Regions from separate parts of the Zea mays genome. Here regions 1 and 2 are each linked to region 3. The links are chromatin contacts, called in public ChIA-PET and Hi-C maps. All regions are on one chromosome and are shown on one strand. Each heading gives the region's core, a stretch centred on a gene start, on an enhancer-like site or on the middle of the called end of the contact. The rest is flanking DNA. Distances are from core to core; before and after follow the strand shown. Region 1 holds the start of LOC100276491. Region 2 holds the start of LOC103625860 (mitogen-activated protein kinase kinase kinase 5). Region 3 holds the start of LOC100280246.

What was found. Hi-C and Micro-C count contacts between places; a contact is called where the count stands out from the background. ChIA-PET counts read pairs in DNA pulled down with a chosen protein or histone mark.
Region 1: an H3K4me3 ChIA-PET map of seedling shows a contact between it and region 3, with 6 times the contacts expected there. The contact joins the promoter of LOC100276491 here to the promoter of LOC100280246 in region 3. A contact is called at or near these places in 14 of 25 Hi-C or Micro-C datasets (bundle sheath, ear, endosperm and 5 more) and 2 of 3 datasets of contacts at active chromatin or transcription factors (leaf and seedling).
Region 2: a Hi-C map of leaf shows a contact between it and region 3, with 7 times the contacts expected there. The contact joins the promoter of LOC103625860 here to the promoter of LOC100280246 in region 3. A contact is called at or near these places in 2 of 25 Hi-C or Micro-C datasets (ear and leaf).

The regions. Positions count from the first base shown.
Region 1 is chr5:6,374,356-6,377,913 of Zm-B73-REFERENCE-NAM-5.0, reverse strand. It overlaps LOC100276491, which reads left to right and starts at 1,740. Exons shown (of 2, transcript NM_001150265.2): 1 at 1,740-2,446. The coding sequence starts at 1,910.
Region 2 is chr5:6,731,663-6,735,382 of Zm-B73-REFERENCE-NAM-5.0, reverse strand. It overlaps LOC103625860 (mitogen-activated protein kinase kinase kinase 5), which reads right to left and starts at 1,518. Exons shown (of 11, transcript XM_008646257.3): 1 at 940-1,518. The coding sequence starts at 1,469.
Region 3 is chr5:6,586,837-6,590,524 of Zm-B73-REFERENCE-NAM-5.0, reverse strand. LOC100280246 reads left to right here and starts at 2,100. Exons shown (of 5, transcript NM_001407760.1): 1 at 2,100-2,530; 2 at 2,666-2,802; 3 at 2,965-3,382; 4 at 3,502-3,578. The coding sequence starts at 2,326.

The sequences.
Region 1 (3,558 bases), core at 491-2,990, 210 kb after region 3:
TGAAGGACAAGGCATGAATGAGTTTTGTGACATTATTGTAAATACTTTGTTCAAAATATGAGGATGAACATTGTAATTGTGTAATTAGATGTATGTTTTCAATATAATTATGTGTTTATGTCAACAAAAATTATGTACTCCCTCCATCCTAAAACAATAGTCGTTTTAACTCTTAGTTTTTATGTTTATATTCAAATGGACAATGATGAATCTAGACATATGCAAAACATATGCATCAAGAATTGTATGAATCCACTAATTCTCTAAAACGACTATTGTTTTTTGGGACCGGAGGAAGTAAAAGAAATTTTGATGTGGAGCTACTGTGACTGTAGATTAATAATAAAGATCATGTATTAAAGCATTGAGATAGATAAAGAATGATGATAGACCTATGTGGTGTTGGAAGCAACGCATGCTACACCATTTTAAGGATTAGAAGAAGCTGGCAGGTCCCATGGAGACTAGAAGCTATTATCCTTCTAATCTGGTGCATTTGGAAAAGTAGAAATAATTGGGTGTTTAATGAGATCCCGCCCATGGTGGATGAATGTCGGGAAATGTTCAAAACAGAATTGCGTCTACTGTGTCACTGAGTCAAACTAGAGATAGGGGATAAAATTAGGACCTAGATTCAGTGCTATGTATTGTAATTTTTAGTTTACTTCCCTGTAATTGTTTTTCTATTTTTTATTTTGACTAAGCAATAAAAATACTGTAGGCCCTCCCTACAGTAATTTAAGCTTAAGAAAATCTTGTCTTTTTCATGGTCCTGCCACTTAGGGCCTGTTTGGGAATGCATTTTTGAAATACTGTAGTTTTGAGATACCATAGTTTACAATTGTACATGTCAAAAATACTACGGTATTGCTTTACCATAGTAAAACTACAGTATTGCTCAAAACCGAGATCTGTTTGGTTATATTGGAAAAACAAAGTATATGTAGAGAGAAAAGAAGAAAACCGAGGTCATGAGTGGAGTTTCGAAAACTCCAAAAATACCACAGTTTTGGGTAAACCATGGTATTTAAAACTGAGTTTTGACTATACAAACCAAACACCTTTTGAGCTCAAATACTATAGTATCATCAAATACCATAGTATTGTTTCAAAACTGCAAAAATACTACGATTCCAAACAGAGCCTTAGGGCCTGTTTGGGAATGTAGTTTTGAAATACTGTAGTTTTGAGATACCATAGTTTACAATTGTACATGACAAAAATACTACGGTATTGCTTTACCACAGTAAAACTACAGTATTGTTCAAAACCGAGATCTGTTTGGTTCTATTGGAAAAACAAAGTATATGTAGAGAGAAGAGAAGAAAACCGAGGTCATGAGTGGAGTTTCAAAAACTCCAAAAATACCACAGTTTTGCGTAAACCATGATATTTAAAACTGAGTTTTGACTATACAAACCAAACACCTTTTGAGCTCCAATACTATAGTATCATCAAATACCATAGTATTGTTTCAAAACTGCAAAAATACTACGATTCCAAACAGGACCTTAGTGTGTACGTTGGAGCTTTTGCGTCGAGGAATTTCGGTGCCAATCTCTCGTGCGTTGAGAGTCAGTGCACGCACCGAGGAGACATGGTCCCAATCAGCAATGTACAGCTATATAACACGTTCCCAATTGTCGCTGCTTCTGCAAAAGGCCAGCGGCGGCTCGGCCCAACTGCGCGAAAGGCCGTTTTGGGCTTGTTTGTCTTCCAAACAAGCCTGCCAGACGACCCGAGCATTTTATCAATCTCGCTCACCGGGCTCACACGTCAGCCTGTGCTTACGGCGTATACCACGAGCGCACCAACCACCACCACCATCCTCATCCTTCGCGAGGAGATCCCTTCGTCGGGGAAGAGAACCCGCCAGGAGACCTACCCTTCCTCAATCCTCCGACCCTCCATGGCCTCCTCCTCCCTGGCCCTCCCTCCAATCTCTCTCCTCCTCGCGCTGCTGCTCCTCTCCGCCCCCTCGCCGTCCGCCTGCGCCTCGCTTTCCTTCCTCACCGCCTCCTCCAACGGCTCCGCCTCCACCTCCGCCGACCCGGAGCTGGAGGACCTGGCCCCGGAGCCCACCTTCCTCGAGGAGGTCATCGACGCCGTCTCGGAGAAGTACGACTGGGATCCGGACGCCGAGGTCAGGGTCTGGCCGCTCGACGCCGGCGCCGTCCGCGTCGGCTCCGTGCAGCGGTACGAGTTCCGGGCGCGGGCGGGCGGGTCGGCGGCGCTGGCGCGGTTCTCCGACGAGGCCGTGGAGTGGAGACTCCCCTCCGCGCCGGCCGTCGAGGAGGTGGATGGGCCGGACGGGGTCGACGTCGTCCCCGCCGAAGGCGCGTTCGGGTTCGACACCGGCGTCAGGGACGTGGAGCTGGTTGGGCCGGTGGAGCTCAAGCTTGCTGGCAACCAGGACGGTAGCCTCGTCGAGCTCCAGTTACCTTCGGTGAGTGGATTGACTTTGACCTGTCGCTGTTCCCGATTTTGCATCCGATCCCGATCGGTTGCTTGCATGTTAGTTTTCGAGTAAAGGTTGGTGTAAAAGCTGTGTTAGCTCAAAGCTTTGATGGTTATGGTTCAACAGCTGAGTTGATTTAGCAGCAGCTATTACTGTTGAAGTATATCTGAACCTGTATATCCCCCACCCCAGTATTTAGTGTTGCTGATGACTTTATATTGTTTGTTTGTAGTAGTTGAATGTTAAATCAGTACGGACCCTTGTTTAGTTTGTTTTGTGTGTTCAACTTGTAGTGACACTTGGATAGCTTTGCCCAATTTTTTTATGCCATTGCGCATTGGTATGGTATTGTGTAGAATCAGAATTCAGCTTGATTCAAGGTGCTATTCTAACTTGTCTAAATTGGGGATATTAAGTAACGGACCATTGATGGTGAAGGTTAAGCATAGTGTAATAGATTGTGTTCATTTAAGTTTCAGTAGGTAATCATTGGTGCATGCTATATGGAAATTTGTCATTAATGAATACAGATAGATGGCAGTATTTGTAGATATTCAAATTAGGATGCTTCTGCCTTTTTTGTCCTCATTTTACTGATGCAAGTTTAGATAGATGGTGGTTTTCTTAGATAGAAGTGGATGTAACTTTCTGATTGTTTAAATTGGAACAAATGTAGCTCAATAAAAAAAACAAGATGGAACGACTGGTGACACATAAAATAAATGCTGTTTTTCTGGCTTGTCATGTACTGTGAGTATTGCTGGCTTTGCTGACTATAATGGAGAAGAGCATGAATAGGATAACAGGACATGGAGATCTGCTTTGGTTATGGAGTGAAGCCTATGGTTCTTTTTGGAGGGGTTTAAGTATTGCTGCAATGATCTTGCTATTATGTTTAGTCCCTTCCATTACCTGTTAAGAACTTCACGGTATTATTAATGCATAAAGCCATACAGGGGCAGAGGACCCACTGGCGGGGTATGACGCCCGCCATACATTGATTCCTCCTAAATAACCCTAGCGAATCACTTGACACTATCTCTTTTCTGCCATCCGGTGTCTTAGTTTACCATAGCTTTCTAGCGAAGCAACGAGAAAGA
Region 2 (3,720 bases), core at 269-2,768, 150 kb before region 3:
AACGGTTGTTTGGATCCACTCATTTTGGAGGAATTGGAATCTAATTAATAGACTAGGCTATTTGGCTTGGAATTTGACATTCCACCACTTTCCAAAGTTCAGATATAAATCTATCTCAAATTCAAAGGGTGGGGGATGGAAATTGATTTTATATATCACCAAGCTATGTTTCTACCCTTCAACTTATAACACACTCTTCAACTCGCTCCCCTATAGACTATAGTACGAATGTTGCACATAAATATCTCTCATATGGCCAACAATGGTATACAAATATATTCTGCTTAAAATCATATTAGCTTAATTGATCTATGCCTAAATTACGATTATTACAATGGAGTTCAATTCGAAGGATCTAAACAGGAAGAGTTAAGAATTCATGATTTGCATCTTTTAGGAATATTATATGTGCAAATCAATAATGAAAGCATCGCGTGCAAAAATCATGATAACTCAATATACACAACAAATATAATTTTACGATGCATCATCCTAATATGACCTGATGGCTGATGTCATGGTCTCCCAATAAACCCTTAGCTAGTAACACCCTACAACTAACTCAAGTTGCTAAATCACAATTCAACTCGTGTATATGTATATCCAATCCCTGAACCATGGTATCCATATCTTCAAAATCACCATACTCTGCAGCCAAGGATACATCGCTGAACCATAGGCACCATAAAAACTGTTGCCATTCTCTGCAAGATACTCTACCCGCCTAACTGCCTAAGTGTTTAACACCTCAATGGTGACACAATACAAGTAAATGGTGTTATCCTTTTTGAAATGTAAATATTGGTAGTAAATAGAAATCATAGCCCGACTCTGGAATCCTCAAGCTGTGAGGGTGATATCCTTGCAGACAATATAATCTACTTGAATAATAAATGGCAATAAAACATAACGTTTACAAGTATAGTACGAATTAATCACCTCCGTGCGAGTAACGCCGTCATCCTTTCGCTCCCAGTCTCTAAAACCCCGGGAGCGTCCGCTGCAGGCCCGTTCCACTCCCCGTCGAGCATCCTTGGCGCCGGTGACCGAAGCAACCTCCCAGGACCCCGGCACGTCGATTCCCCCTCGACTGGAAGGGGCAGCGGATGCGGCAGCAGCACGGGGGTCGACGAGGGTCTCGCCGGCGCCACCTCCATGTTACTCGGAGACTTCGAGATCGGCGTGGAGCTCACGGTCGCAAGCCCAAACCCCGCCGCCGCGTCCCTCCTCACCGGAGAGTCCACGCCGAGCGCGGATACCCCGACCTCGAGGTCATCGACGACGTAGCGCATCCACCGGGCTCTGATCAGCCGCGGCTGCGGTTCGCTGCTGCCCCCGCTGCCATCACGGCGGGAGCTAGGGCCGCTGCCCCAACCGAATATGGGACGGAGGGTGGAAGCGCGGGCGGGGGAAGCGGGCATGGATGATGAGGAGAGGGAGGGGGAGGAGTAGCGCTTCCACCAGCACATCGGGAAGTCGCTAATGGGTAGAAGAGGGAAACGTTAGTGATCATGAGGTGGCGGAGATGGTGTCGCGGAGGGAGGGAAGACCCCCCGCCGTTTTGTCTTTTTCTCACTGGTGTCTCGGGCGGGAGTCGGGGTTGGTTAGTTCTTAGTTGTTTTTTTTGGGAGACCAGCTCCGTCTTGGAGGCTATCGGCGGGATTAGACTGTCTCCAGCAACGTATTACATATACATCATCTATATCTATCCTTTACAGTCTTCTTTAAAAATTTTATCTCCTATATCTACTTTCTCTCCAACAACGTCCTCTAAATCACGTCCTCCATATGTAAATACCTATATTAAAGACATTTTTAATTTTTTAATTTTTGTACATACGTATTTGTCATACTCTCAAATGTATTATACATATTTTAGTTTTATTAAACCGGTTGTTTAAAGTATTCAAATAGATAGAGAACCGTTTAGAGAAACTCTACATATAGAGGATCCAACAGTGTTCTCTAAATTTAGAGGACCGTTTAGAGAACGTTGCTGGAGGGAGTAGAGGACGTTCTCATCCTCTAAATTTAGGGTACAGGACCCTTTAGAGCTTTTGTTGGAGCTAGTCTTACAGTGGATACGAGTATGGATAAATAACTACGGATAATTATTTATTGAATATAGTTATGGTAAAATTTGGTATCCGTGTGTACAATTATGAATAATAAGATAACTGTGGATATTTTTTTTTGCGAGTACGGATATCCAGTATTCATACCCATTACCTAATGGATATTTGACATGTGGGTCATCCAGATTTAATATATTAACCTAATTTCTAATTTTCAATTTTTATCTGTGGCATGTTGATTGATGCTAAAATTATTATTTGATGATGATGTAATGATAATTGTTTTTGAAATGTGATAAAATTGTTGTTCGATGTTGAATGCTAAAATTGTAATGGGCGGGCGGGCAACAGATATCTACTGGATAACGGATACCCGACGAGTACGGGTATGAGTAGAGATCCATACCCACGAATGTTTATAGGTATAAATATGAATTGAGTTTTGTCTAGCGGGTATAGGTTCGTGAACTATATATCCACATACTATCTGCCTATCTACCCGATTGCCATCCCTATTCGTTGGCCACGCGATTTTGGCGAAAGGAGTCCAGCGAGTCAATGCCGCTGGGATGCACAGTGCACACACATCACGTAGTATGCATATGCACTGTACTTGGCTTCCTTCCCGTTTCGTTTTTCTCTATGCAACTTTTCCCTTCGTCCTTTTTTTTGGAACACCGCTTTCCCGATTCCAATTTTTCAAAGAAAAATTAGTTCATTTTACCTTGGGAAAATTGAATCCCTTGGAAAAACGATGTTCCTAAACTATCCCTTAAAAAAACTTTTGTTACTTTCTCAAATACAATACATGTCGTTGATAAAAGGCTCGTTTGGTATAGTGACGGCTTCAACTTCATCTGTCGTGAAACAATCCCAGACAGTGGCAGTGGCGGAGGACAAGAATTTTTTTTTGTATGGCTCTAAGCAACTACACCATGTGGGCGGAGGCTACAGGCCACAGGCGGAAGAGACCGGAAGGCGTCGGAGGCAGCCTTCCTGGATTTAGCTCTGCGTGATGCGACCGAGGCCGGTTGGCGGAAGAGGATGGGCAGAGGACAACATGCTATGGCTAGGACTGTCGGCCATGGACGGACGGCGGGCTGAACTGCTGAAGGTTTTTGATCGCAACGACCAGCCATGGTGGGTGTGAGAGGTTGGCTGCTGAGGGCTGTCGGCTGCTTGCGGTGGATTGGTGGAGTTGTGGTCTTGTAAGAATTAGGTCACATATCTGTTAATTTTGTTTTCAGACATGGTATGACTTAGCTATAATAAGCCATAATAGGTCATCTGCTCCTGATCTCAAAACGTGGATGCTAAAACAGTAGAGATCAAGGAGCATAGAGGAGCTAGAACTATGAAAATATGATATCATCTATATCAGCAAAAGACAAAAGACAAGTTAGACATGGTTGGAAGAAAAAGGGAAAAGAGAGACAAGAATCAAACTCACAACCTCCAGGCTTAAAACATAATAGCCTATACATTGCACTAAATCTTTTTTATAATTATAATAGAAGATGTAAAACTTTTAAAAGTTTAGGTATGGTTGACGCCACACTAAGCCATAATAGCACCTCCGCCACTAATCATCTAGCTCTTTTGTCTAATTTTGTTATAAAATAGGCTAGTTTCGGCACGTTCCAAC
Region 3 (3,688 bases), core at 851-3,350:
ATTTGTTAGCAAGGCACAGTTCTGCCCCAACGAAAAGACACTGGGTTGGCATTAAGAATATTTTCCGATACCTAAATGGCACAAAGGATCTAGGACTCTTTTACAAAAGAAGTAATGATCCTAGTTTAATTGGGTATACAGATGCTGGCTATTTATCTGATCCCCACAATGGCCGATCACAAACAGGATTCGTATTCTTACAAGGTGGAACTGCCATATCGTGGAAATCGTCTAAACAGACTTTGGTGACCACATCCACCAACCATTCTGAAATAATTGCATTATTTGAAGCATCACGTGAATGTGTATGGCTCCGTAGAATGGTGAATCATATACTCACAACTTGTGGTATTGGTTCTCTTGACTCACCAACAATTATCTATGAAGATAATTCAGCTTGTGTTGTTCAGATGGATACAGGTTATATCAAGAGCAATATCAATAAGCATATTTCTCCTAAACTGTTTTATCCCCATGAACTTCAGGAGAAAGGGGATATAAACATCTTGCAAACAAAGTCTTGTGATAATCTTGTAGATCTATTCACAAAATCCCTACCATACTCTACATTTCAGAAATGTGTTGAGGGGATTGGTATGAGAAGACTTAAGAGCTTGCAAGGTTCAGGGGGAGTAATTCCCCATGATATATAAACTGTATTGAACCATCATATTACACTCTTTTCTTTGTATGAGTTTTGCCTTGCTAAGGTTTTCTCATTCAAAGTTTTTAACGAGGTAATATCAACAAAGCTATATGCTTCATCATTAATTTTCCCTACAGGGGTTTTTATACATGATGATTACAAGCATATTTTTCCTTTTGGAGACAATGTGAGATTATTCTCATTATCCAAAAGATATTGTGTACTCCTTATTTTTCGCACAGGGTTTTTGAGGAGATCAAATATTGGATGACAACTTGCAGATGATCAAATGTATTTGGGTTGATGAAGGGGGAGTGTTACAAAAAGTTTCATATGTGATCAATCCCAACTGGTGGCAGTTATTGCCTAAGGGTCGCACCACTTGGGGACCCTGTGTACTACACTATATATACATTTGTCTCTGCAATAAAGAATTAATCCGTGTCATTTGTCTCTGTTGTCTCTCCATTTGCCACTGAGCACTGCAATAGACTACAACAGAAACCTTCCAAACCCAAACAAGAAACGCTAGCGATAAGGTTGGGCTATCAGATTCAGATACGCATGCGGCGGGCCGATCCCGCGCGCGCGAGATCGAGGACCACCTCCCCTCCGCTTGCGCTTGGGTTGGGCGACCGAGATGAGTGCGAGCCGCGTCACGTCCGACTAGCGCGCCTCGACAGCGTTACGCGTGGGCCTCTTTGCTAGTACTCGAAGAATTTTGCCTCCCCCCCCCCCCCCCCCCCCAGATTCCCATGGGAAAAAAGACCTCCATATAGTGCCATGCAAGGAGCCATCCGGTGTGTACCACCGACTTATTACACTTGCCACCGTGCGCGACGAGGACAACCAGAGAAAACAACTGGCAGGACGTTGCTCGTGCTGCTAAAAACCAATGGGATCCATGTCACGCCCCGCCCCGGCCTCGAGACGTTCCGGAACGCCCAACCAGCCACGGCCGGCCGCCCGTGAGACCAGGGGACAAGGAGACGGAAGAGAATCATCACGGAAAGAAAGAAGGCCAGGCAGGATCTCACCTGGGCACGCAAGCTGTGAAAGGCGCCGATACGATTGAAGACGCATGTTACTTGCACGGAACGTAAGCTAAAGCAAAGAAATACGGGGTGGGTGACTGGGTGGCAGCACGCGCACGGGGTAGGCAGGCTGCGAAACAGGGGAAGGCGCGCGCGAGAAGCGGTAAATCGAGGCCGCGCCGCACCGATCGCGGGATCCGTGATTCAGAGCGTGGCACAGTGCTGTGAGATGAGAGACGTCCGGCCGCGAGCATCTCGCGCTGGACGCGACGCGACGCGACGTGAGGAATCGGCAACGTAGCGCGCCCGCCGCACACCCGCACCCGCCCGACGCGCCGCGTGGGTGTGTGGTGTCTGTCTGTCTCTCTCTCTCCCATCTCCTGCGGTCCAGCTCGCAGATTCCATTCGCCCCGCTCTCTCGCTCGCTCGCCGCCGCCCGTCTATCTATCTATCTATATATGCCAGGGCGGGCGCAGATCCCCTCTGGCTCTCAGTCACCCACCCCCACCCCACCCCACCGGCACCCTCACCCTCAGGCCTCCGCCTCTTTCTCAGCTTCTCTCCGGTTCCTTCCTTCCGGTCGCCGATTCTTCTACGCGAAAGATTCCTGGCTGCCTCTCGTCTCTCGTCTCGTTTCTCGCGTGCATGGGGCTGGACGTCGGGGAGATCGGGATGGGCCTGGATCTGGGGCTGGACCTCAGGCTGTTCGCCGCGCGGAGCGCCGGAGGGATGGCCAAGGGCGCTGCGCCGGCGGGGATCCAGTCCTGCATCAGGAGCCTCGAGGTGGAGCGCAGGAAGATCGAGGTGTTCAGGCGCGAGCTCCCGCTCTGCCTTCGCCTCCTCGCCGACGGTGAGGACTAGAGGCCTCTCGTTCTCGGTTCTCTCCTATAGTATACGCGTCGCCGTCTGTCTTGCTCCGTTTCCTCTCTGCCCCGCTTCGCTGACGCGCTGGTTTGTGCCTGTGCGGCCATGGATTGCCCTGCAGTGATCGACGAGTTGAAGGAGGAGGCTGCCAAGAGAGGAGAGTACGACGACGGGGCGGCGACGGTGGACGACGGCGACAAACGGAAATGGATGAGCACAGCTCAGTTGTGGGTGGACAGCGACGCCAAATCGGACGAGGTAGTACAACACAGGCAGGCTACTCTGCTTCGCTATGCTTGCTGTTTCTCATCATAATATTGCTCTCCATCCACGTATTTCAAGTTTTACTATGTGCCGTGCCGTGAGATTTTTTTAAAAAAATTCAGAGTGATTGAATACCACCGGTTTATTTCCGTACAGTCTGACAAAGAGCAACAGAGTGAAATCACGTCGCCGCCGGAGCCCAAGTTGTTGGGTGGTGGCGCACCCACGCCGATAAGGGCGGCCGTTTCGGCGGTGGCGGTGCCACAACCCCTACCGCCGCCGTTGTTCAGAAGAGAAGACAGCTCCGCCAGCTCTGGCCTGTCGTTGGTATCGTTGTCGCCGGCAACCAAGGCGGCGGTGCCGATTTCTCCTCCGGTGGTGGCTGCCAGCGGTACCGGTACCGCCAGCGCCAGATTTTGTGGCACCACCATGCCACCATGTGGCTCCGAGGTCAACAACATGCACTCGCAGGCTCAGCAGCAACAGCAAGCAAGCAGGAAGGCAAGGCGGTGCTGGTCACCGGAGCTTCACCGGCGGTTCGTTGCCGCTTTGCACGAACTGGGTGGCCCTCAAGGTCAGAGTGTGAGACCGATCGCCTAGCTTTACCGCCATTAATTTGTCCAAATAAAAAAAAGTTCCCCACTCGACTGCAAGAGAAAGTAAGTATTAACGGGTCTCTCATGGAATTTGCAGTGGCTACTCCGAAACAGATCAGGGAGGTGATGCAAGTGGACGGGCTTACAAACGATGAAGTGAAAAGCCATCTCCAGGTGCGCGCGCGCTTTAATTTTGTCTAGGGCTCTATTTCTTCGTCCCTGTATATCTTAGTAGAACTAGTGCCTGTTCCTTTTCCATCATCCTTCGGGGTGATATGGTATCT